Linked DNA regions of Mus musculus: regions 2, 3 and 4 are each linked to region 1. A link is a contact called in public HiCAR-type and promoter capture Hi-C data. All regions are on one chromosome and are shown on one strand. Each heading gives the region's core, a stretch centred on a gene start, on an enhancer-like site or on the middle of the called end of the contact. The rest is flanking DNA. Distances are from core to core; before and after follow the strand shown. Region 1 holds the start of Plekha5 (pleckstrin homology domain containing, family A member 5). Region 2 holds the start of Mgst1 (microsomal glutathione S-transferase 1). Region 3 holds the start of Abcc9 (ATP-binding cassette, sub-family C (CFTR/MRP), member 9). Region 4 holds the start of Lmo3 (LIM domain only 3).

Evidence for each region. Promoter capture Hi-C pulls out the DNA fragments that hold promoters and counts their contacts. HiCAR-type assays count read pairs that join an accessible place to other places.
Region 2: a promoter capture Hi-C map of pre-B cells shows a contact between it and region 1, with 2.2 times the contacts expected there. The contact joins the promoter of Mgst1 here to the promoter of Plekha5 in region 1. A contact is called at or near these places in 2 of 39 promoter capture datasets (hippocampal neurons and pre-B cells).
Region 3: a promoter capture Hi-C map of pre-B cells shows a contact between it and region 1, with 7 times the contacts expected there. The contact joins the promoter of Abcc9 here to the promoter of Plekha5 in region 1. A contact is called at or near these places in 2 of 39 promoter capture datasets (3T3-L1-derived adipocytes and pre-B cells) and 1 of 9 other capture datasets (adipose tissue).
Region 4: a HiCAR-type map of astrocytes shows a contact between it and region 1, with 2.3 times the contacts expected there. The contact joins the promoter of Lmo3 here to the promoter of Plekha5 in region 1. A contact is called at or near these places in 1 of 39 promoter capture datasets (hippocampal neurons) and 1 of 115 datasets of contacts at active chromatin or transcription factors (astrocytes).

The regions. Positions count from the first base shown.
Region 1 is chr6:140,420,244-140,426,832 of GRCm38.p6, reverse strand. It overlaps Plekha5 (pleckstrin homology domain containing, family A member 5), which reads right to left and starts at 2,734. Exons shown (of 31, transcript NM_144920.3): 1 at 2,577-2,734; 2 at 2,377-2,456; 3 at 278-335. The coding sequence starts at 2,668. It also overlaps the pseudogene Gm5051.
Region 2 is chr6:138,136,259-138,142,847 of GRCm38.p6, reverse strand. It overlaps Mgst1 (microsomal glutathione S-transferase 1), which reads right to left and starts at 2,321. Exons shown (of 4, transcript NM_019946.5): 1 at 2,242-2,321.
Region 3 is chr6:142,699,790-142,706,378 of GRCm38.p6, reverse strand. Abcc9 (ATP-binding cassette, sub-family C (CFTR/MRP), member 9) reads left to right here and starts at 4,105. Exons shown (of 40, transcript NM_011511.2): 1 at 4,105-4,215; 2 at 4,476-4,562.
Region 4 is chr6:138,420,132-138,426,720 of GRCm38.p6, reverse strand. It overlaps Lmo3 (LIM domain only 3), which reads left to right and starts at 3,691. Exons shown (of 4, transcript NM_001356306.1): 1 at 3,691-4,280. It overlaps A830011K09Rik (RIKEN cDNA A830011K09 gene), which reads right to left and starts at 3,616. Exons shown (of 4, transcript NR_126073.1): 1 at 3,356-3,616; 2 at 921-1,049.

The DNA.
Region 1 (6,589 bases), core at 1,485-3,984:
TACAATATCCCACCAAAGAAACATACTGAAACATCAAGCAAACTAATATGGCGAAAAGTGACCTAATTTGCAATGTGTGGATCCATGAATACCCAGGCAAATAACAAGATAATGAATGAGGCTACCCTCTCCCTCAAAATTTCATAACCATATAAAGGATACAATTAACACTGTACAACACACTTTAAGATAGAATTGTGTATAGACTCAGAAGTATCCAACTTCAGGTTCATTACAACATTTGAATTACCAAGGGAAGCAATCAAAATTCACTCACTTTATATAGTATCTTGCACCTTCGAACGTATATGCTTCTTCCCAGCCAGTGGGCAAATCTAAAAAACATATGTTACAATTAGTATTACTTCAGTGAGACTGCAAAATAAGCTTAAACCCATCTTATCTGTCTTCACCATGTTCATTTAAGTATGTGTCGATCCAAAGTCTTGGCTGGCAAGATCATTAGTCAATCAATATAACATTATTTGGAATTTGGAAGATGACAATTCAAATTTAAAGCCACCAGGAAAGTTCCAGCAATATTTGAGATGACCTAACATAATTATTCCCTTTAACAGTGGTCAGGGTGGGAAAGGATCAGCTGTGATATCCCAAAGGCAAAGTCTTCGAGCCCTGGTAAAACACCCATCACTGACTGCACAAACCCCAAATGGGCAGCATTTTGCCTTTTTAGGTATATCTTGTTTATTCAAAACCCTATTTTTCAATTCGAATCCATTTAGGTTTCTTCTACCATGAAAGGAACGCAAGCCTTCAATTAGTGGAAAACTGACTGAATCCTTACACACGAGTTTCAACACACTTGACCTGAAGAGAGGTGGGGTTTCAAGTGAGCGACTGCATCTTTATGTGCCACTTATGTGCCACAGGCCACTTATGTGCCACTTATGATGACAAGAGCTTTGGATTTAATCACAGCATCTCCAGAATGAAAAGGCACACATGTGTGCACAGAACGGGAGCCCAAGCAAAGTAAATCAAACAAGAATAAATAAATAGATAAATGCGAAATCACATCATAGAATAAAATATTTCCGGCATGTGACTGCTATTTTTTAATCTGTGAGGGTAATTCGAAGACATTCGTGTCATACGTAATCAAAATAGGCCTGAGATAATGCCATAAAACATTTGGGCTAAATTCTTTTAACCCTATATTGTCTTCCATGAAATAAACGTGCCCATATCCACAAGGGTAACGAGGCTATCAAAGTTGCAAATGCGTACAGTAAACAGGCTGAAGCTAAAGAGTGCAGAGAGTTAGGAAACATGACGGTTTATTAGTCAGAAATGCCCTAAAAATGTAACCTCATCATGCCTGCTACAGCAGCCTTCCCTTTCCTCCTCCACACTTGTGCAAATTTGGACACATTATTAGTCACTTCACTGAACTCCAGCGTTTAGCAGAAAAGGCAGGTTTGTTCACCCTTCTGGCAACTTTAATAGGAGATCCTCAGAACCTCGGAGCTGGCGAGAAAAGTACCCAGAGGGAGAGACAGAACTGGGCCTCACCTTCGACCCAACTGTTCTCAAGCCTTTGCAGTCACCCGGAATAGAGGCGGGCCAGTATGAGAACTCACGTTACGTTTCAGGCAAACAAGTTGGGTGAATGTAAACAAAGAATGACAAAAGAAAGCCAGACCAGCACTGAAACCACCACAAGCCCTCCTCCAGCTCAACTCATGCTAAACATTCAAGAAAGCTATCAAAGCAACCCGAGATGCATTTCCTCGTGGAACTGGGGCCCGAAGGCCCCCCACGCGGGACCGCCCTGGCTCGCCCACCGCCTGCTGGTGGTACGTGGAGCTTGGCTGCGGCTACCGGGGACTTTTGAGCCGGGATCACTGGCTGCGGCGCCCGCTCCAGCGTCCTAACTCCAGCGGCTACTCGGGTAGCAGGAGGGGACTCACCGGTGTTTGGATCACATGGTGGGGGGGCACCGCAGCACCCCTAACTCTTCCATCAGTCACCTACCCACAGTCCCACTTAGGAGAAGTAGGAGGTGGTGGAGGAGGAAGCTGCTTGGCAGAAAGCAGTTCTCTGGGGAGCAGGGCGAGGATGCGGGACCGTCTCACCGCAGGGGTGCTGGGATGCGGGGAGCAAAGGGGAGCGGGTGAGGACTTCCTAAAGGGTGCTGGAGGCGGAGACGGGGGCGATCCGGGGTAGAGGGGCGTCGCCCATCCTCGGGGGGCGTCCGGGAAAGGATGGGGACCAGGGCGCCAGGAAGAGGGCGCCGTCTCCAAGCGCTGATGAAAAGGCGGAGAAGAATAGGCGCCCCGGGACTCAGTCGCGCGGAGCCCGGAGCCCCTCCAACCCCGCCAGGTGGCCCGGAGCCGCAGCCCCGGCCGGCCCTACCTGTGCTCTGCCGCCGGTGCCCGGTGACCACGGCCTCGCCGGTGACCGGGTGTAGCCAGGTGGTGCTCTTGGCCTCCTCGCTGCAGGGAAGAGAAGGGACAGGCGCTGAGCGGCGCGAGGGGCGACCCACGGGGGCCCCCGGCCCGCTCGCTCCCACCGCTCCCCCCAGCCGCCCGGCGGCGCCTCCCCCGCCCGCTCACTTGATGAAGAAGACGCGGCCGCCCCTAGTGATCCCGTACGTCCAGGAGCGCGGCAGCGAGCAGATCCACTCCAGGTTCAGGTCGGCCGCCATGTCTGCTCCCCGGCCGCCGCCGCCGCCGCCTTGTGCTGCCGCCGCCGCTGAGGAAGGAGGGCGCGAGCGAGCGAGCGAGCGAGCGAGCGAAAGGAGCGCAGGGCGCGCGGCCCGGCCCGAGCGCGCCCCCGCGGCCGCCCTACCCCCTCGGGCGGCGCCCTCCCCGCCGCCCCGGCTGAGTCCGGCCTGCGTCGCCGCCCCTCGGCATCCTCCGCGGCCGGCCGCCGGCCCGCGCTGCGCTCGCTCGCTCGCTCGCTCGGAGGCTGGGCGAAGCGGCGCCGCGCCCCCGCCAAAGCCCTCCCCCGTGCCCCGCCCGCGCCGCGCGAAGGTTCCGGGGTCGGGTCCCGCCGGCGCCCGCCCGGAGGGCTGGGCTCCGAACCTGTGAGGTTTTGAATCAGCTACTGCCTGCCTAGCCCGGGGCTTCTCTGGGAGACGCCGGGCGTTGAAATGGAAAACTGCTTTTGGGAAAGGCTTTTCTGGTGTGTGGCGTGCCAAATAAAGGAGGGTCCGCGAGTGAGCTCGGACCACTGAAATGGGACTGATTCAGACTTAAGGTCTTTTTGTTACTGGTGGTTTTTTTTTTTTCCTTTCTAAGCTTCTGAGCCATATAATAGTTTAGAAAATAAAAACTTGCCTTTTCCTTTCTTAAAAAAGATGCACTTGATTATCAACGTGAATTTCTAGGCTCCCAATCTCTCTCATTTATTACAAGGGCAACTTAACTTTACGGAGTCCTTGGGGTGGTGGACATTTAAATCCCTTCGAACTATGATTGTCTCCGTTTCACTGAGAGGGGCAAAGAAACGTAAAGGAACAAAGGTGATTGTGCCCAGGGTTATGGTGAAAAATGGCAAAGTCTGAATTCAAATCGCCTATAGATTTCCAAGAGTCTACTCGAATGAATACGTTGCTGTATAGTATTTTTAATGCCTTGGCACCCCCGGCCCCCTTGTCCTTTGAACAAAGGAAGGGTTCACTGCTAGTAAGACCTCCCTTGCACCAGTAAAGAGCGCTATGCTTGCTCCTTACTGCCCCTGGTCCTTCATCATCACTCTTGGAATTGTCTCCATGGCTTTGCAGCAAATGACTCATCCCAGAGGAAACACAGTTCAATAATAACAGTACAACTTGGCATTCTCGAAGCACCTTTTTTTTTTTTTTCCCTGACCAGTTTGGATGCTTCTGAGGCATTCTCTCATTCATCTTCCCAAGTAACTGAAATAAGTAAATGATGCTTTTCAACCTTTAAGGAAACCAAGGCACAGGGAGGGTGAATGCCCTTGGCCAAAGCTCCTGATGAGCGTGCATTTTCATTGGCTTTTCCTCCTATCTCCTGATTCCCCAAGGCCATACGTCTCTGGTGAAACGGAGACTGCAATTACTGCTATAATTTTCCTGTCCATCTGCATATACAGGAGGAAAAAAAAATACCATCGCTGTAATGTTTTCTCTTTTGGGTTCGTTTGTATTCTGCTCCCTCATTTCAGTCCTTATTACTTTTTGACATCTTATCTCCTACCCAGTCTCTGGAAAATATGACTTTTTTTTTTTTTTAATCAATGAATAGCTGGCAGGAAATGTCCCACATTAGCATCAGTGGTCACTGGCACAGCACAGCAAGTATAAGAAGAGCTGTTGACTCTCTGTTATCATTACAAACTTAAAAGTCTCCCAAATGCCACAATAGCTTATGAATCTAGTGCTTGGTAGTCCTGCTGAGGGATTTGGATGTTTGCATACCACCGAGAAGTCTATACGTTGACTGTGTGCTGTGCTCGGCTTCTATTTAGCTCTGGATCTTTGGATACTACAAGATGTGTTCACAGAAAGCACATCTCAAAAGTCAATATAGATTAACTTATGTATCTTTCAAAATCGCAACCAAAGGCTATGGATGTAGTTCAACTGTAGAGTGCACATTCTATGCTTGGGGTTTGGGGAGGTAGAAAGAGAGACAGAGACAAGAGAGAGAGAGAGAAGGAAGAAAAGAAAAACATTTGCAGTACTCAAATAGTAATCTAGAATCTTTTCGTTTGTTTCGTTGTTTCGTTTTGTTTTGTTTGTTTGTTTGTTGAGACAGGATCTCACTGTATAGCCCAGGCTGTCCTGGAACTTGCTCTGTTGACCAGGCTAGCCTCTAAATCGGAGATTTGCCTGCTTCTGCCTCCAGAATGCTGGATCTAACGGTGTGCACCACTGCTCCCTGTGTAATCTAGACTCTTAAGAATAATTCCCGATGTCCTGGAGTTTAGGGAAAACAGCAAATAAAAGAGTTAATGATGTGTATACAAAGCAAGACAGGTTTTGATTGGGGTAAATAACAGCCCATATGACCTCCAGAGCCAGTGAAAGTGGCTTCGTACATTACAATGTTGAATGCTCTAAATAATGTCTCGTCATTAATGGGTAAAAATTTTTATTTTCTTAAAATCTCCTTGAAATGCCCATTCCTTAGGGACACACTGTTTATTGGGTCTGTTTGATCATGCCTTCCCTATTGCTGACTCTCCCCAACCTTGAGTCGGCCTTGGGCTCGTCAGAGTTTAATTTTCTTCCTGATGCCTCAACCCCTCAATGGAGTTATTACCCAATAACGTATCCTTTTATCACCTTAAACCTCTGCAGAACTGAGTCACACCTAAACTCATATCCAATGTCTGCTTTTTATTGTCTGTTTTATATATTTCCAGCCTGTGAGACAATTTGATTTCTTCTTTCCTGATTCTGTCTTTTGAGAAGAATCATCCTGTGACTGTCACTTCCTCAGAAGGAGAGGAGGCTTAGGAGTCCCAAGGAAAGGGCCCGAGTGAGATCATAGGGACCCACGTGATGGGAGGGGACAACCGACTCCTCACGGCTGTCCTCCAACCTCCACATGCACTCTGACAGCCACTCTCCCCATATATATATCAATCCCTGGAAAAAAAAAAATGACCCTCCCCATTCACAGAGGACAATCCTTGATCTAAAGAACTCACAGCTCTCAGAGCACAAGAACACAGCACGGGGGTGGGGGAGAAAAGTCCAAACCCAAGATTGCTTCCTAAAATAGTTGAAAGGAAAGACATCAAGGTGACATCTTAGAAACCAACAGATCCTCGTGAGTTGGCTCGGTTGGCAAAGGAGCTTGTGGCCAAGCCTCTATAGGCCTGAGTTTCCTCCTCACATGCACAGGGTGGAAGGCGAGAAGCCTCACCTCAAACCCCCTGACAACCCCCTCCCCCCACCACTAGATAAATAATATATAAAACCCTGCAAATTCATTTGCTTCCCTTTAGAAACTTTTTAAGTCACTTTGTGCACACAGTACCCACTGAGGCCAGAAGAGGGTGTCAGATGCCCCGAAATCAGAGTTTAAAACATTGTGAGCTGCCTTGTGGGTGCTGGGAATTGAGTCCCAGTGCTCTTAAGCACTGAGCCATCTCTCTAGCCCCTGCTCCCCCCCCCCCTTTTTCAGCACTATTTAAATGTTTAATTTCATGTCGGCCAGGGCTCCGTCCCAGGCTGCTTCATAGGCTCTCGATGGGCTGGTGGGGCCAGTACGGGTACTTCTTCTTGTCCAGCTTGGCTTCTGGGAAGATCTCATTCGAGTCATCACTGGTCATCTGGTCAAAGGGAATTGTGTTCCTCGTTTTCTCCAGCTGCTTCTCACACTCCTGGGTCCTGAGCTGAGGTCCAGACGCAAACTCAGCACAGCTCTTCACATCCCCCGTCTCCTCCTGTCCACCAGGGCTGTGTGTTTATCCTCAGGCACAGGGATCTTCAGGGCATTATACTGCTTTTCAAAATCATCCACCAAGCCAGGCTTGGCCACATTGGCCCTGTAGAAAGCCCAGTCAATCGCAGGTGGTTTCTCAGACAGACTAGCCAACCTGGTGTGGAAGGTCTCATTCCAGGACTTCAGGGCTTTTCCAATTGCCT
Region 2 (6,589 bases), core at 1,072-3,571, 2.3 Mb after region 1:
CTGCTGAGCAGTTCTCTCTTTGCATGTGGTGGACTGCTGTGATTGGTGCAAATGCAGCTTATCCCGTGTATGAGGGGCCGTGCCACGGTGGGTGAGAACACAGCCCTTCCCTTCACTCATGAATGCCTGCTATGATCTGCGCCAACCTACTCTCTCTGGATTACTCTGTAAGCCAACATAGAGGCACCTTCTACGCTGCTTCCTGGCATGGCAGCATCAAAAGCCTTCCCTTGAGAACCTTTTATCGTCTATATATTGAGTGTGTACATGTGATCGTTTGAGATCGAGTCTCACAATGTAGCCCAGATTAGCCTCAAACTCACTGCATGCCTACCCCAGCCTCTCAAGGGCTAGGGTTCCAAGCCTACATCCTCACATCCAGTTTCTTGACTTCATGTGCTGTTCATCACTAGCATAGCGACCTGCCTGAGAAGCCAAGGAAGAACACTGAGTCCCAAGGCAGCAGGACAAAAGCCATGGAAGGACAGCGGAGGGGTGCTAGGGGCAACTGGGGCAGAAAGGAGGTAAAATAGAGGTGAGAAAGACAATAAGAGCCAAAGGTAGAAACTCCGATGCTGAACTCAGAAACTCCAGAGTTGCTCAATGTCTAGACTCCCTACTCCAAGCCCAGGAGCTAGAACATCAACCCTGCCAAGGCTGATGAGCCTCTTACCCTCAACCCTAAGGGGACCAGAACTTGAGGCCTGTAGAAGATGCAGCAGTAGAGGGTACTACCTACAGTTTGCTATGACCTCATCGCAGCCGGAAGCTGCGGATAACAAAAGTGGCCAAGTGTCAAGTCTCAGGTTCTGATGGCTAAACCTTTCTCTCAAGATCCTAAAACAGTGGGGTTCTGTTTTCCAAAGTGTTTGTAGCTCAGTGCCTGGCCTGCTAGTCCACCCTCTAAGCCCTAGGCCCTCCCTCTCCCGGGACAATCACCATCACACAAGGGTCTCTTCACCTACCCAGGATGCCTGTCAGGAGAGAGCAAAGGGATGCCCACCAGTTGACTGAAAACAGCTTGGGATGAAAGACTCCGACACAGAAACCATTTTCTTCTACTTTGAAGGAAAGAAGCTTGAGTAGGGTATAAATAAGGCCAGGTGGTACAATGGAGACTGGAGACCCCACCTGCCTGTCTCTGGAGCCCTGTCATCGCCGACCTGTATAGTTCCTGGACTCACAATTCCATTCTAGGAATTGTGGGGTGCTGTTTTCTCATTTCCTGGAAGCTTCTCCTGTAACTCCTGTTGTCATATTTTGCCCCAGTGCTATCTGCAGTTGAGAAATACTCCTCTTTCTCCTCATGGGCCCTCAGCCAAGAAAAAGCAAAGTTCTTTTCTTCTCAAAACTGTTTGCCCTATCTGCATCAGTATTGTGAAACTTGGAAAATCTGGGCACACAGCCACAAGGCCATGACTCTTCAATTTTCAATGGATCGAAAGCAGCAAACACATTTGTTGTGAGGACAGAAAAGAGGGCTGCAACAGAGGAAGAACAGAAATACACACATGATCAGAGTCCCAGGCACCTTCCCTACAGCCTCAGTGGGGCCAGACTACAGTGGCCACAGGGGAGGGCGGCTCTGGGGAGTAGCTGCCCAAGGGCTGCGCCCTCAGGTCTTTGGTCATCAGGCTACAGTCACAACAGAGCACGCTCTGCTGCTCTGCTAAGTCTGTAAGTCATATGATATCAAAAGTACCAGTGTAAAGACTTGTAGAGATTTCTCTTGCCTACCACAGGAGAATCTAGAAAAGCAAACAACTTTTCAACAAGTTGAAAGGCCTGCATGTCCAAGTCACCCGGGACACTGTAGGGTTTTACTCCCTGGGAAAGGACAGAAGTTGCTGAAACCGCAGTGACTTCTCATCTTGTTACAACTTGCATGTATTTTTTTTCCCCTCCCCTCAAGATCAAGAGACCCTTTCAAAGGGAATGCTACTTGGGCTTGAAAATAAGAAATAAGAAAACCATCTCTTAAACATGAAAAGACTCGTGCTCCCAAGTTTCTTCTTGGAGTTTGAGAAAGGAAAACTTAATGCAGGAACAGAAAAGCACAATTCTCATTTAGAGCGGGCCACAAAAATGGGGGCGGGGGGTGGTCATTTAAACAACTAAAGGGAACAAAGGCTTTTCAAACAGGCACAGCCACTCTCTAGCCTTACACCTGCCACCCACCGGCCCCTTGCACCCACCCACTCCTAGCCTGGGAGCAGCACCGTGGCCGTGCGCAGCACCCACCTGAATCCAGGGAGAAGGGCTGCAAGTTGTCCTGCCGAGCCTGTGCACTTCTGGGACTTTTCACCAACAGGACCCGCGCTGGCACCGCCCTTTTTCAGGCTATTTTTCTATTAATCACCCCGCCTCCTGACCGTGCCAAGCCCCGCCTTCGGAGCTTGCCAAATCCCACCCCTGAATCGCCCCGAAACTGCTGTGGCTGGTGAGGGTCTTTCTCTGCTAAGGATCTTGGCAGTTCTGTTCCGGCTCCGGAAGAAGGGAAGCAAGGAAGGGGTTGCTAACTTTTATGTCGCTGGAAACAAAAAGACCTTAGTGTTGAATTTGGAAAACCTAAAAAGAAAATGTTTTAAGGAAATGTAAATCTCGGGGGAGGGGCTCTATTGCTGTGAATACCTTCAGGGTGCAAAGTGAAACCTGCGAAATTATGAGTCTGTTAGGCAACTAACTTGTTTCACAGTGACTTAGGAAAGTGTTGCAAGGGGGCAGGGTCGTTAGGGCAACATCAAAGCTATTGCACATCACAGAGCCCCACAGTAATGGCCAAGCTCCAGCTCTGAGAGCTCTAAGGTTGATAAGTTCCCATCTGCAACATTTCACTCGGGAACTTTACCAGTTTACACCTGTGCCCCACATTGCTCTGAGAATCAATCAGTCTTTCTCTTTTCTTTTCTTTTCTTTCCTTTTCTTTTCTTTTCTTTTCTTTTCTTTTCTTTTCCTTTCTTTTCTTTTCTTCCCTCCCTCCCTCCCTCCCTCCCTTCTGTCCTCCTCCCTCCTGTCCTCCTTCCCTCTCTCTCTCTCTTTCTTTCTTCCTTTCTTTCTATTCCTTCCTTTCTTTTACACGATTATTCTCTTTTTTATTTCTTCATTTTCCTCCTCTTCGTCTTCTTCCTCCTCCTTCTTCAGTATGAACCACTTAATTTTCTGAGTTTTAGCTGGGTGCCTCTTTGGTTTGGTTTTATTTGTCGTTTTAGAGAGGATTTTGTTACTTAGCCCTGTCTGGAACGCGTGGTACACACTAGTCTGTACACAAACTTATGACCATTCCTGCCTCAGCCCCCAAGGGCTAAGATTTTTCTCACCAGGACCCACTCTGATTCTGACTTTCAAGATTCAGTAGACAGTTCTATTTTATATCCCTTCCAAAAACTAAAAGGAATTAAGAAGCAATGTGCTGACCCAAGCTGAAGTCAGTCAGTCCTGAAGATGGTTTCTTTAAAGGCATGATTGGTAGAACATCTGAAAAGAGTGTTTGGTCGACCTTTTCATTTCAGTTGAAAACATTGTTCAGTTCCTCTCTGGGGCCACACCAGAACACTGAGTGCAGTGGAGCAGAGCTTTCTGAATTTCCTTGAGAGCGGTTAGTACTGCAAGGACTTAAAGAGCTCTTCATTTACACCAAGGAAGACAGCACAAATCCTGAAGGCAAGATTACACAGAAAGGTGCACAAAAATTCTTAACTCTTATCTTCGGAAAGCCAGTGGGAAAACAAGGGCACACTTTTACAAAGAGCATCTCAGTCATCTAATGATCTCATTGAACTTTGTCCAAACTATCGGCTAGTTAATCAATACATAAAGGGTTTCTGCTGTAACGCCCTACTAATTATTGACCATCTGGTAAATGTGATTTTACGTGTGCATATAGCAGAAAGATCTGTTGCTGTCTTTAGTATAATATGAGCATTTGCTTGTAATAGATTTAATTCAGCAAACACTTTAGTGAATGCAAGATACTTGGTTTGATGATGAAGTTTAAAGCTAAAGGGGGGCTATACCCCAGCGTTGTGGGTGCAAGCACAGCTTTTCCCTTCCTCTTGCATCCTCGGTGTGCTTTAGATGACTGAAAAGGATAAGTATTATTGTTTAGCTTGTCTTAGTTTGAGTAAAAAGGATTCCAATTTTTAACCTTTCTCCTTATCACCCTTTTAACCCTAAGGGGGGAAAAAATCTCTCAGAGAAACTCCCTCCAAACTTTAAGACAAATAGTCCTCTGGTAACTAGAAAAACAGTGTGTGTGTGTGTGTGTGTGTGTGTGTGTGTGTGTGTGTGTGCCTGTGTGTGTCTGTGTGTGCCTGTGTGTGTCTGTGTGTGTCTGTGTCTGTGTGTGTACATGTGTGTGTGCATGTGTGTGTTTTTGTGGCAGATAAAGCATGCAGAGGGATGGTCATTCTCTAGCATGTACACCTGCTTTACCTTCTACCTTTCCTGCTTGTTATGGCCACTTGCTTGAGAGAAACACTTTTCTCAGTGAAACTTTACATGCATTAAACAGGGGGACAGTACAATTCAGTCACAATTAAACACAACGTGGCAGAGGATATTGAATATCTTACTGAATCCCATGCCGCTGGGAAAACTGTCTCTATGTTTCTCAGAAATATAAACAAATTTATATCCCAGAAAGACTGTTCCTAGATATTAACCCAAGAAGTAAGAATGGCCACAAAGAAAGATATCCAAGAACAATCCATGAGCAGGGGAATGAAAAAAGCTAATTGTGGTATATTCATACTACATTCTACTGACTATATCATAAGAAAAAGCAATAAGCTACTGATCACATGATGGCATGATTCAAACTCATTATTATGCTAAACAAAAGAAGACCAAACACAAAAGCATATGGCTTCATTTACATGAAAGATTATTTTTTTTAAAGAAAGAAACCTAATTTACAATAATAGACATAAATAAGTAGCTGTTTTTACTAGAAAGGGGGTGGCAAATGGCTGAGAACAAAGAATGTGTCTGTCTCTTATGATAAAACACCTTAGGTGTGTGGAGTTAGAGGGAACTTTATGGTTATGGAGGCTGGCAAGCCCGAGGCCCTGATTCAGAGCAGAGCTGGTGCCAATGGGGGCTGGGCACTGCTTCTAAGACAGAGCCTCACTCAGTCACAGGCCAGCCACCTCCCACACCCTTTACAAAGACACCAACTCCACTCTGATTTAATCTCTTCCCAAAGCCTTGGCTTCTTAATACCACCACAGTGGGAACTGTGTTTCAATACAGATTTTCTGGACACAAGTATTCTGACCCATAGCAAAGTGTAATAAGCTTTCCAGAATGGTGAAGATGAGGGTATTTGGTACATGGGTATGTGCATTTATCACACTTGGTGATTCAAACACTTAATATCAAAGCAAACTACACCACGAAGAGTAGCTTTTAAGAGTTTGTAGCCTTTACAAAAGCTAACAATGAGCTATGAGCATAATAGTTGCATATCAGCCAAGGCTCAAGTCACCTTGACCTTGGATCAAAAATGAAGAAGGGAGTTTGTGAAAAGACCCAATCGCTGTTTTTAGAAGAGAAAATGCTAATGGGTCATAACAGAGGGTTCTGCGGATTACTCTTCTTATTCAAGTCAGCAAGCAACACCCGTCTCTAGCAGCATCAAGACAGGACGACCATTTACAGGATCAGTAGAGACTTTCCTAAGGCCTGCTGTTCTGATGTGTGTAATGTACTAAGGATCGAGAGGAAGCATCCAGGATTTCCAGGCACCAAAGGTAAAACTGAAGTAAGATTAGGTCTCTATGTACACATATATGTATAAATGTATAAGTTTTAGTTATAAAGTGTTATAAACAGTTGTTATAAACATGTGTGTGTGAGTGTGTGTGTATGTGTGTGAGTGTGAGTGTGTTTGTATGTGTGTGTATGTGTGTGTGTGTGTATATGTGTGTGTGAGTGTATGTGTGAGTGTGTGTGTGTGAGTATGTGTGCGAGTGAGTGTGTGTGTGTGTGTGTGTGTGTGTGTTGTGATGGTTATTGGCTATTCTCACTTGTCAACTTGACTATATCTGGAATGAACTACAATCCAGATATGAAGGGAACACCTGTGATGGCAATTTTGAAGCAAGAAAAAAGCACGTCTTCGATCCTGCTCTTGAGACTGGAAAATCATCGGCTTTTGCTCCAGATCTGGGATGATACAAACTTTTATTCCTGATCAACATACACCTTAAACCCAGATCCTGAGGCATACTTTTAACCTGGAACACACCTTCTGCTGGAGGTCTACATAAGGACAATGGAAGAAGGAGGGGCTTGTTTGTTCTTCATCTGCTTGCACTCATTTTGCCAGCACAACCATTGGAGCCTAGCTCTCCAGATTCCAACTTATACAGAAGCCCAGATGAAACATTCAGCCTCGTGGGACTGAGTAACTACTAGGTTCATGGACTCTCTCTTCACAGCTGCCCATATTGGTTTAGTTGGACTGAAGACTGTAAGTCATTCCAATAATTTCTCTTTATATATAATAGATAGATGCTAGATAGATAGATAGATGATAGATAGATAGATAGATAGATAGATAGATAGATATTCATTTCATAAGTTCTAA
Region 3 (6,589 bases), core at 2,856-5,355, 2.3 Mb before region 1:
CATCATGCTTTCCAGTAACTTCCATCTTAGATTCAGTGAAATCCAAGACGGTCACAACAGGAGAGCAAGAAATAATAATAAAATGGGAATTTGGTATGGTGAAGTTTAAAATTCACACACACATGCTGCCACAACCACAGAATCAATCTGATCATAGTTAGGGAATAAAAGTAGAAACTGGGTCAGTTGAAAAGCGTTAGTAGCTAATTGAGGACTTGTCCCATGCACACGGCAAGGACAGCTTTAGAGGGAAAAGCTCCTGCGGGGAGCAGTACTGGTAAAGTGTATAAAATACCAACGCCGATTCTCATCCACAGCACAAGGCAAACGAATCCCAGAATGAAATAAAAGCACTCATAACACGAATACAAGGCAGCCAGTGTTTATTAAGTCAGGCTTCGGGCTGCACTGCAACGAGGAAAAAGACAGCAAATTGAAGCCAGCATTCCTTAGAAGTGTGTAGGGGCCCGGGCCTTGGCTCAGCGAGTAAAATGGTTGCCTGGTACGTACAAAGCCCTGGGTTCTAACCCAACACTGCCTAAGCAAGTTAGGTATGCTGCATAATTCCTTCACTCAGGATGTTCCAAGCATGCTTGATTACATAAGGAGTCCCAGGTCAGCCTGTACTAGAGGGCCTGAAAAATGGGATTTCCTCTTTTTTTTTAAATGAAAAATTGGATGCTTGTTTTGTTGTAGAACACTCTCTTCAGTTTGACATTGATTCCCATAACCTCACATTTTCAATCCTACAATCATTTAATTAATTAATTAATATTATTATTTCATTATTCAGAGAATTCTCTTTTCTCTTTCTTTCTTTCTTTCTTTCTTTCTTTCTTTCTTTCTTTCTTTCTTTCTTTCTTTCTTTTTTTCTTCCTTTCTTTTTTTTTTTGGAGACAGACAGTATCTCACTATATAGTGCTATATCTCTGGGAATGACCAGGCTGGCCTCTAACTTACCTTTGCCTCCCGAGTGTTGGGAATGAAGGTATGTGCCACCATATCTGACCCCAGAGGGTGGATCTTAAATAAATTACCTACTAGAATTAATTAAAATTGTATTTAGGAAAAGATACTATGGAAAATTCAGAATTGTAAGCTCAATATCACGAGATGTGTTTAAGTCACAGAATGAAATATTATGCCACAATTTAAATTATTTCTATGATAAGTTTTAAGTGTCACTGGAGAAAAATTATTGTAAGAGAGACAGATTATGTTGTGTTGCCAATAATCAAAACATGCATAGCAAAAATAGTTTGAGATCAAGACTCTCATGAGTGTTTATTCCGAGGTTGAGCGTCTGATGCCTTAACATTGAGTCTGGAACACATGAACCATGATTTGTTCCACTGAAGAACAAGAAAGGAGGCCTTGTAGAATTGTCCAGCCATTGAGATAGTGAACAGAAGTGATAACCAGAAGTCCAGCTAGTTTCCCTTGCCTCTCTTGCTTGCTCTTATCCTCTTCATCCTGTCTATCTGTCCATTTCTCTGTCTATATGTCTGTCCATCCATCATATATATATATATATATATATATATATATATATATATATATATATATATATATATATATATAGAGAGAGAGAGAGAGAGAGTGAGAGTCTATCTATTCATCATTTACCAACTATCTATAAAATCTATCTATCATCTATCTTTATCCAGCCACTCATCTATGTCTTACCTATCCATCTGTCTATTTATCTCTATTTATCTATTTATCTCTATCTCCTACCTATCATCAATCACCTATCTATCTAATCTATCAATCTATCAATCAATCATCTACCATCTCCTATGTATGTATGTATGTATGTATGTATGTATCTATCTATCTATCCATCTCTTTTGGTGTTATCCTATGTCCCAGGCTTGTTTGAGCACCCTGCCCATCAGCCTCTCTGTGCTTTCTCCTGGTACACCTCAGAGCCTGGCAGGCTTTTCTTCCAAGTCCTTCTTTCATCCATCCAGCACACGACTTGTGTTTTTTACAGTCTGACACACGCTTACTTAATCTTCTAGGTGGGGGTCTTGGCATCTCCTACTTATTCACCTCTTCTTTGTACAATGAACATGTCTAGCTACGAGATATGACCTTAGAAAGAGATTAGTGATAATTCTTTTAAGTGATAATTTATTTCTCTTCAAGATCTATTTTTATCTTTCTGCGTGTATTTGCCTGAACATATGTATGTGGTGCAACATGTGCACCTGGTACCTTCAGAGGTCAAAAACGGGTATCAGATCTCCTGGAAATGGAGTTACAGACACTTGTGAACCCCTACATAGGTTCTACAAGAGCAGCAAGCACTCTTAGTCACCGAGCTGTGAGTCCAGGCTCATTAATAGTAGTATATTTTTTAAAATTCTAAGTGCAATTTCCTTTTGAGTATTTCTATTCAAACTGTATATTTGGCATTATCTGTCTCCTAGTTCCCAATTCTCTGCCCGACTTGGTGTTTCCACATTCTGGACACAATTCTGAGTTTCCCTGTTCTCGAACCACACTCTCTTTTCCTGGCCCCAAAAGCTTGCTATAGGGTGCAGTTACATGCCATTCCGAGGCCGTAAGATCAGTCCAGGATCATCGTAGGTGCCAGCTCTTTCTGGCCTTGGAGGCCCCTGGAAGTGGTACATTCTGGCTCTGGAAGCTGGCCAAGGCTGCAAGGACCTTCCCAGAAAGTGACTCCATTCTCATCTCCTCTGGGGCATGCTGTGCTGGGGTCAGCTTCTGAGCAGCAACTTCTGGAGGCCAGGAGGCCATGGGGTGCTGAGTTCAACTTTAGGGACAGCATGAGGAACCTCGAAGGCACCAGCCCGCCAGGCTGACGAGCCTTTATCTGATCAGGACGGTTGCTACGAACACTGATTACTGCAAAGGACTCAAAACTGGCCCTTGGGAATCTCGAGAGTTTATTCAAGAGTTACTGAGGCCAAAAATTACCCAGTGTGATCATGGCTCATATCTGTAATCGTAACAATCTAGAAGCTGAGCCAGGAGGATTACTGCGAGTTTGAGTCCAAGCCAGGGTGTCTAACCTTCACCCCCTCAAAAAAAATTTTTTTTTAATTTAAAATTCACCCCTTACCACCAGAGGAAAAGTTATTGTGGAGTGTCACATATACATGCATATCTATATCAAAAGCGGGTGTGTGTGTGTGTGTGTGTGTGTGTGTGTGTGTGTGTGTGTGTGTGTGTGTGTGTGTGTAGCTGGCTTCTAACCTGCTATGTGTCTGCTTCTTGCTTTGAACTCCCTGCATCTTTCCCCCAAATGATGGCATTTCAGAAGAACACCAACCACAGTCTGCCTTCAATAGATATTGTTTTAAGCAAGTTTTGTTATTTTAAGAGTTAATTATATCTGTTTGTGAAAGCGATGAAACAAATGAACAAATAAAAAATACTGTTGATGCTGAAACTTGAAATCAAACTCAAATTTTGGAGTGCTCAGACAAGTGCCATTGGTCCATTAGTCTGGACCAGCAGGCAAATTCCCCGGGTCACTGAAAGATTCTGCCCTGTGCCTGCCCATCCAAGTGAGACAAGCATGCCTGGTGGCAGTTTGTTTTGCCTAGAATGAACTATTCAGTTCTCAGTCCTGCTGGGGGCGAAGCTGGGCGAATGGATGGCACTTTTAAATCATTTTTTGGTGGCTAAAGCTAAGGCTGCCTGCAGAGCTGATACTTTCCATGTTTTCATATCTGATAAGCCTCCTCTTTGAGGGTCTGGGGGTCGGTTTTTGCAAGTTCCGCTTTCTGGTGGAGTCTTGGGGGATCCACATATGGCGTGAGTTTGGCACATCTTCACTGCGCTCACCCGTAGGAGCAGCTCCGGAGGAGTGGGGAGTGGTGTGGAGGGTCTGGGGGAGGGTGGTCCTGAATGGGAATGGCCGGAGTGATGGAGGGTCCCAGGTAGGGATGATCCGGGCAAGGAGGGTGGGGGTGAAGAGGGTCCTGGATGGGGAGGGTCCCCGCCTCAGGCGTCTGGGGTGCCTGCAGTTTCCTGCCAGGGCGCGGCAGTGTCCGCCCCAGGCCACAGCGCAGCGCAGCGGAGGAGAAACGCGATAGGAGGCAGCAGCTGGCCTCCCACCACCCTAAAAATAATCCACTCGCCGGCTGCTGACCCGGGAGGAAAACTTGTCGTCCCATGGAGTGCGTGAGCTCCTCGGCTTGCTACAGAGAGATCCCCAACCACTCTGAGGAGTCACTGGCTGTAAGCTGTTGATTTTGATCTAGTATTCCGTCAGTAAAGGCATTCGCTATTTCTAGGATTCAGGGGACTTGCTGGCGAGAAGGTGGGATCAGGTTTCCAAAGTTTGACTTACACAATCCTGCCGGCTGGAGCCGAAACCGGCTGGAAACAGGGAAAGATGTCACTGATATATATATAGAGAGAGACTTTGTTAGCCATTCCCCTTTACAATTCACGCAGCAGCTTTTTCTCTACTAAATTTGTTACTCTTTGCTCTTTAGGAGAAATTTACATCTTCAGACGGTGGGCAGGCTGTTGGTAGCTCAAGTGCACCAGTAGGGGGACTAAGCCCTGGAGCCAAAGCCAAGGTATATTTATTTATTTATTTATTTATTTATTTATTTATTTATTTATTGTTTGCTTGTTTGCTCCGCGTTGGTTACAGTGTCTAAAAACAATCTTATCTGCGCAGGGGTCCCCAGCATTGTCTTTCTTGTGTCACAGAACGTCATAGCCCCTGGAGGGTAAACGCATGGACTAAGACTCGATAATGGATCAAGTCCGTGGTCATTTTCTTGCTAGGAAATTTCCTACTTGGATCTGTATAGAACCAGCCAGACAGCTAGTTAGACAGCCAGACACATCTACGCATTTTGTGAGGTCTCCACTGAGCAAGTTCAGTGAAACGATTGCAGCATTTGCTTTGGCGGAGGGTGGACATCCTGGGCACGTCGTGGGTGGGTCGTCGCTGCCTTAGGTGCCTTTCAGAGGTGAGCTTCTCATTCAGGATGCTTTGCCTAAGCGCTCAGTAGCTCAGGGGTGAGTTGTTCCACATGCAAGAAGGAAAGCTATCCCGTGCATGTTTGCTTTAGATGTGTCCAGAGCCCGAGCTTGGCTGACACTGTCAATGGGGTCACAACTGACAGTCGCTGCCGGGTGAGCAGGGAGGTGGCTGCTTCTCACTCAGTCTTAAGTGGCTGGCAAAAGTAACTAGCGTTTAGTTCCTGATATCTTTTAATATCTTAGCAGTTTTTGGAATTACTTCAGTTAACCTTTGTTCCTCTGTAGAAGTATCAGAAGAGTTGATAGATACATTACTAGAGTTTTGAACGGATACCATGTTTTATGCATACCAGGGGCTGGGGAACGTCTCACAGTGCAGGGCCAGGGCCAAGCACGCTGCTGTTGCTATTCTCCGCAGGAAACAAGAGGACTCCTCTTCCCTCTGTGTTCTGTCCTGCAGGCTACCCCACAGCCAAAGTCTCACTTTTGATCTGTTTTGAAGTTGGCTCCTTCCAAGTCCCCATCCCCAACGACTCTTGTAAGCACTTGACCGCCTTCCAGAGGGATTATGCTCGTGGGGAGAAGATGGGCTGCTTTCCCCTATGGTCCCTTTCCTCCTTGTTGCTGTCACTTTCGTGCACAAACTGAGCCTAAACAGATACAGGGGGAGGGGCACCAGCAATGGATGGCAGGTGACAGTCTGACCCTCAAGAGCATCAGTGTATGGCCTTCCTCAAGTGCTTACAACAGCCTGAGCTCTGGAAGGGAACCACAGACCAGACGCTGTTTGGAAATTTAAGGATTTATTAGAAGGCTGGGGTATAGTTTGGTTTGTAGGGTGAATGCCTGACATCATGAGGATCTGGATTCAAATCCTAGAACAAGATGCACAGATGTTCACACACACACACACACACACACACACACACACACACACACACACCATCTTGATTCAATATCTTTGATGGACACAACACCTAATATAGTATCTGCAGTAAACTTCCTCTTTTCCTACTTTTGGCTGTTGATGTAGCTGGCTATTAGAACCTTCTTCCTGCACAGTGGCTTTAGAGAAAGGAATCTGAAGGTCAAGAGGGGTGAGTAGAAGAGATGTCAAAAGGAAACATGGACATCTGTGTAAGGAGCAGAGAGGGTGGGAAGCAGGGTAGGGCACAGAGGTCATAGCAGAGGGAACAAAATCTAGATGTTTTTGTGGAATGCTATCATAGAGCTAGGGACAGGACATGTCGTTCAGTGACAGAGCATTGGCCCAGCATGTTTGATGCCTTGGGTTTGGTCTCCTGCGCTGCGCTGCACTGTGCAGACAGACAGACAAATAAGCAAGTAAATGACTTAACGTCTCATTTTGTCATTTCCACTAAATGAGGGACTAGTCTTAAAAGCCTCATTGCTGGCTGTTATTTTTTGATTGGTTTTCCATCTTTATCAAAAATATTTACTAATGTATATATATGAACATATAGCTTCCATTTTGTCATTATTTAAAAAAAATTCAATTCTTTCTCCCATATGAGTTTTATGAAGTGGTAATGTTTTACCAAATCTATAGTCAAATCTTTTTAAACTATTTGTTTTAAAAATATAATTTTAT
Region 4 (6,589 bases), core at 2,442-4,941, 2.0 Mb after region 1:
AAGAAAGTAAGAAAGAGCAAAGCACACCAGAGCAAGGAGCAAGGCGAAGGCGGAAGCAAGAGGCTTTTTCTCTTGCGTGGCTGCTGCATCTCCAGGCGTGATGGTGGGAGAGTGTGAACAGGAGTCCTTGTCAACCTCACCCCTTCCTTGACTGACCACTTTGACTGTACCTGGACTTCTAGAGTGGGTGCTGTCTTCCGACTACCCAAAGCGACAACCTGTCTGATACTCCAACCTCCACAGAAGCATCTTTGGGACGCTACAGAAATCACTACTGAACATCCCCACACAAAAGTTATCTGTGGGGTGCGTCTTGCAAAAAGAGACGGCCGAAAACTTGAAGACTTGTTTAGAAACAGGCACACACATACACTGCTTTTTTTTGTGCAAGATCTCTTTTGAGCAAAGGTAAGTAATATATGTCTGATCACCCCCATGTAACCGTCTTCCTGCGTTCTGTGCCCCCCCCCCTCCCTCATAAAGAATCACAATAGAAAAGTCCAGGAAAAGATAGTCTACCTTCTTGGTATTTTATTTTATTTTATTTTTGTATTAGAGAATGTGGAATAGATTGAGTTAAACACTCTCATCAAATGTATAAGTAGCAGAAAGAAGGGGTAGGCAAAAGAAAATCGGGCCAAGAAGATGTAGCTCTCAATGGCAATCTTTTTGCAAAGATTTCCGAAGCATGTGTAATTAAAGTGGGTAGTTTACTCTCAGGAAATGAAGAAAGTGCTTGCCTGGCTGGATCCAACCTTTAGCTTGGCTGAGTAAACAAAACCACAAATTCTTCTTTCACTTTTTCTCCTTGGGAGGAGGGGCTGAGACTTTAGGGGTTACAGGGAGCCAGGAAAACAGGGGTTTGCTGAGGGTTAATGGTGTTTTTCACAAAGTGTCAGCAGAAGATGATTAAATTCCACCTCTTGTTCACCGGATCACTTTGTGTGCACTTGTATATTTCATTGTCGGCGACCACTGGCGATCACATCTGTGCGCATTAAGCATCAAGCCTCTTCATCTGCACGGGGGTTTTTCTGATGATTTTTTTTCTGTGAATAATTCATATGATTATGAAGAGAAAAACTGCTATTTTCTCTCTCTCTCTCTCTCTCTCTCTCTCTCTCTCTCTCTCTTCTGTGGCACAGATTAAAAAAAAATCTTGCTGTAAATTGCGTGATTGGGGAGATAGCCTGCTTTCAAATAATTTAATTCATGACAAAACCTAATTACTGTCAGGTAATACCCTGTCAGCTTTAATGCATTTCATCAGTCATAATGAAAAGAAGAGCATTTTATGACCCATCTAATTATCATTACATTTTAGGGGAAAATGAATGGCATGGAGCTGAATGTTAACTATTCCATTTTATTCTTTTACACATGTGGTTTAGCATATTATTCACTAACTTCACCCCCCCCCTCTCCCTCTCCCTCTCTCTCTCTACAAGTATGGGGTATATGCTAACCCAGAGAGGAAAAGGAGGATGGGGGGAGAGGAAGGGGATGGGATACAATTAGAGCTCTGGATAGTTGCCCTTTTTTAAGGTATCAAAGTGGTTAATGCCTTTGCAGGTTGGTGTTGATATGGGGGATCTTACTGCCACAGTCCAAAAGAGTACTAATTACTGCGAATGATGTCACCGTAGGCAGAGGAATAATCCCATCATTTAATTAGTTGAATGATTTAAACAAAGATTTGCATAGATGCACTCATCAGTTGCCATGAATTACGGAGAAGCAGTTGCCAGCGAGGGGTAACAGATCATACAGTTGGAGGGAAAAAAAACCTCATCCTCCTTGAACATAATTAATTTAATTGTCCTCATTAGCTGTGCCATTTGTTTTGATTTTATTTCTCCCTTTCCCCACACATACTTCTCCCTCCCTCCCTCTTTTCTTCTCAGTACATTGGCTGCTAAAGATAACAGGCAACACACACACACACACACACACACACATACACACACACCAGAGTGTTTTCAGAGTAGATCTGGCTGGAGGGTGGGGTAGGACAAGCAGGGAGCTGTGTGGATGTGTGTGTGTGTGTGTGTGTGTGTGTGTGTGTGTGTGTGCGTGCGCGCACGCCTGAGTACTAGGGCCAGGAAAAGCCAAAACTTAAGAAGTCTGCTTATAGACTGAACAGCTGAAGGGGTTCTCAGTAATCTTCCTGTCTGTGAATTTCGGTATTTTTCAGGTTAGTTCTGAGTTTTGTTGTCTTTGAAAGGGAGAAGAAAGCAAGCCACCTACTATTTTCTTAGGAGCCTTCTGAAGGTTGGGATTAAAAAATAAATTAGACCGGCTATGCCAGGACTTTGGATATAGGGAAGCATAATTTAACATAAATATTCAAGGGGGACTGCTTTAGTGTGTGTGTGTGTGTGTGTGTGTGTGTATATATATATATGTATATATATATATATATATAATTTGATAGATCGGATAGATAGATAGATAGATAGATAGATAGATAGATAGATATTAAAATTGATGTTACAGAAGTAGCAAAGTTTTTCTGTATTGTTTGAAGGGTGTTTTGTGGGTAGTGTTTTTTTGGGGTGGGTGGGTAGTTCAACAATTGATCCTGTCTTGGCACTGAGAGCATCACATCCAGTGTCATTCAAACTGGCACTATTTTTAAGCTTAACCTTTTGACAAGGCTTTGTGAGAGATGCTGAGAGGACCTTGATAGAGACACCAAAGTGGGCGATAGCTGAAGTTTAAAAACTTAGAAAAAGGAGATGGTTTAAAGCTACCAGTGACCTATAGAGCATCGGAGTGCAGGGAAGAGGTTAAGAGTAATGGGAAAAATTTAGAGGCAAAAATAAAAGGATGTACCCAGGCCTTAAAATAAGTGTATGAAGGCAGGGTGTAGGTGGGCAAGTGGCCAGGGGACCGGCTTAGTCCTGGAAGTCTGGCTCAGCTTCCTGGGGACTAACACTGAAGCAGGTTTCAAAGTCAAGTATTCACCTATCTGTAGTAAGTGTGTTTCAGTGGCCACTTTGGGTTCAGCACCTGGTATGGGGTACAAGTTCACAGTCTGACTCCTGGGGCCATTCGAGAGAGAGGAAAGGGTGTGTGGCACTGCCTGGCCTGAGTTTACATGACAAGGCATTCTGCACAGGGACTTCAGAGAGTTTCTAAACAGAATTCATAGCCCTGGAAACTGCAGACACCCCCAGACATTTACTAAAAGGAGGGCTGTGCAGTTTTCCAGTGTTCCCTGGTAGCACTTTGATTCCTTGGCTTTTATTTTAACTTCCTCCACTGGCACTGTCAGTAACAGATTTAGAGGGCAATTTGCTTTCATAGTCCCCATCCTATTCCAAAATGCCCCCGTTATTTTAGGAAGCCCTACCCTTCTCCTTTGGAGCTCTTTTGCAGTTCTTCTTGTGGGCGAGTCCTGGAGGTAGGGTCCTTCCAGAGTCCAGTCCTGCAGAGGTCACATTCTCTGTGTGATAGGCATGGGTGGGAGGGGATGTCCCCAGCGTTTGTCAGTAGCATATGCAATGGGTTGTGCTGACTGCACTCCCAGGCTTGTCAATTTTCACCCTGGGAAATTAGCAACAAAGCCTGGATCTGTCTCGTGGCTGCTTTTGCACTTTCCGAGGGCGGCTGTACTTGACTGAGCTGCGGAACAGACAGCAGAGACACAGCGAGAGAGAGAGAGAGAGAGAGAGAGAGAGAGAGAGAGAGAGAGAGAGAGAGAGAGAGAGAGAGAGAGCTCAAGCAAGCTAGCGAGCAAGGGAGCCAGCTAGAGGGAGGGAGAGAAGGAAGAGAGAGAAGAGGGAGGGGTGGGGGCGAGAGGTAAATACTCTTAAATCGGAAGGGAGCTGCCTTCACTGTGGATCTGACAGGCGCTGCCTGGGCTCCGAGGCGCTGTAATAACTGGGTGACCTTTTCTTGGGCTGTATTATGTCTGGCTGGGAAGGGATTGCATTTTGCGGCTGAGAGCCAGGGCTTCCTTCAGCTCGGGCTCCTCGCACACTGCTGGGGTAAGTTGTCAGGAGCCAGGACCAAGAGAGACATCCCCCGGACTGCAGTTGCCTAAAAGAAGGACACCTGTGGCTCGCATGCGGTCCACACTGGTACTTGGCGGATCCTGGAGGACCTCATTATTTTAAACTTAAAAAAATATATAGAGAGAGATTCTACCCCCCGGTTTTTTTTTTTCCTTTTTTTTTTTCAAACAATGTTTCTTTTTGACCTTTCCCAAGGAGAAGCGCTACCAAGCAGCCGCTGGGCTCATTGAACACCCTCCCCTGTATCGCTTAATTGAGAAGGTAAGTCAGGGGTTGTGTACTCACGCGTCGGCTTATTTGTGCTGTGTATGTCTGCTGGTGCGCGCGTGCGTGTGCGGATGTTGGGTGGCTTTTTTTTCTTCTTCTTCCCCATCCTCTCCCAAGAAGGCATAAAGTAAAGCTGCACCCGAACCATCCCCACCACCACTGCAACTTTCACCGGGCTGCAGGTCTGCAGAGAGGGTTTTGTGTTTGTTTGGTTCTGTTTAAATCATGGGAGGCATCATTATTTTTGTGATGAGACATGAAATAGATGTGGGGCGGAAGACGTGGATGCCGGAGGAAGAGAGTGGAGCGCGCGGCTGCAGCGCGACGCAACATCTCAAGTAGGAGTCTAGTGCATAATAGACAAAGTTCATTGGGAGCTGCAACATTCGCACACCCTGACTCTGGAAGAGGGGTTGGGACAGTTTGCAAAGGTTGGGGGCGGGGTGTTGCTACCAGGCTAAGGGAAGTGATATCAGTCTTGGGTATTTTCCCAGACCTTTCTACACCTGCTTGATGAAATGTATGCCTGCCACCCCCAAGAAAGAGTTGAAATTACAACCTTGTTTTTGTCTACACCCCTGCTTCTCCCAATGCAACCTTAATATCAAAACACTGCTTCTGTGTGTTGCAAAAGTGACTGTGTCGTGTTCAGTGGACATAGGTTCCTTGTACCCAAGTGTCTGCATCTTAACAGGGAGAGAGAGAGAGAGAGAGAGAGAGAGAGAGAGAGAGAGAGAGAGAGAGAGAGAGAGAGAGATTCAGCACATTTTAACCGGGGCTACTCAGATTGCTGTTATGAAACACAAGTCAGATTTATGATCTTTTTCATACCGAACACGATATGCTATGCTAACACTGCGTGTGACGGTTTAATCAAATCCATTTGTTACTAGGAAGCTAAAAGGGGCCGCTGGGATTTTAGGATTACAGGCAGAGTGAGGGAAGCATGTGGCTTTGTCATTCGCCATCATTTTACACGCTCCCTCGTCCCTTCCCCCACTGCCTGCCTCCCTAGCCACTAGACCCCAGCTCCCAAAGTGGCTTCACAATAGTGGATCCTGGGCCCTGCATGCTGCTCACCAGATCCACGCTTGGGCCCCAGATCCGAGTGATTCCCTTTTCTACTCTCTGCCTCCGGGCTTGGTGCTCCATGCGAAGCTGCAGCGACTCAGGCACGCCTCAGTCAACTCATGCAGAAACAAGAGAAAAGTTTTGGTAAGGTTACCTTCTATCACAGAGGCACTTTCTCGGGCCGCTAGGCACTCGTGGCTAGCTCCACAGACTGCCCGTTCTTCTCCTGAGGAAGATATGAAATAATATTGTTGCTGCTGCTTTTAAAGACTGCTGCTTTCGACCAATTAATCTCGCTAGGTGCCAAAAATCCTGGTACATTCTTTGCAAAACCACCCCTGCGTGGCTGCAAAGACACAGCCACAAAAGGTTGGATCATAAACTCCGCAAGGAGATTCTTTGTTAGAGTGTATGTATGTTTCTTATTTTTTTTTTTTTATTTTGCATGTGAGCTGCATCAAAATTGAACCCAGTCTTGCAAATCTCTTGTTGGCCTTTGCCAAGCACTAGCACTTTGCTGCCATGGTAACTGTAATTAAACTGATAAGAGTGGGGAAATGTCAGTATCTCTGAGCCTTGCAGCTGCATTGGAGAAAAAGGGAATCAAATTGGTTTCCAGCTCCATTGCTCAAAAAGGGGAGGGTGGTGGAAGGACGCGGAGGGGGTTGGGAGTTGAAGGGGCAGAACAGAGTTAAGCAGCTCCGGTACCAGAGATTTGGGGACATATATTTACACTGTTTCCCCTTAGGGGGCTGCAGCCTGTAGGGGTGCTCTGGGCCAGTGAACAGAGAGAAACAAGCTTTTAGGCCCAATCCAGTTTTGCAATCTGGGTTGGGGGAGCACAGGGGGTTGGGGGGAGGTGCGTGAGTGGGAGGAAGATGGGCAGGAGGAGAGACAATCTTTTGTTTGGTACTCTTGGCAGTGGGAAGGCTGTGTTGGCCAAATTCTTTTAATCTATGTCATTGCTCCCAGCTGCGAAACCTGCGGACCCAATTTTTGCATCCTCTCTTCCAAAAGCCCTTCTGGATGGAGCCCCCTTCCTCGGCTCCCAAATTGTGCTCTGTAAATCTTCTGAAAGGGGAAGGAATGTTCTCCATTCATTCAGCGTGATCAGTCCAAATAATACATACATGTTTTTTTTTTTTAAAAAAAAAGCCCACAGTGCCTGAGCACTGCACATCTTTCGTTATTCTGGTTATTTTTTAAGCTCCTATGTGTTGTGGAGTTGTGGT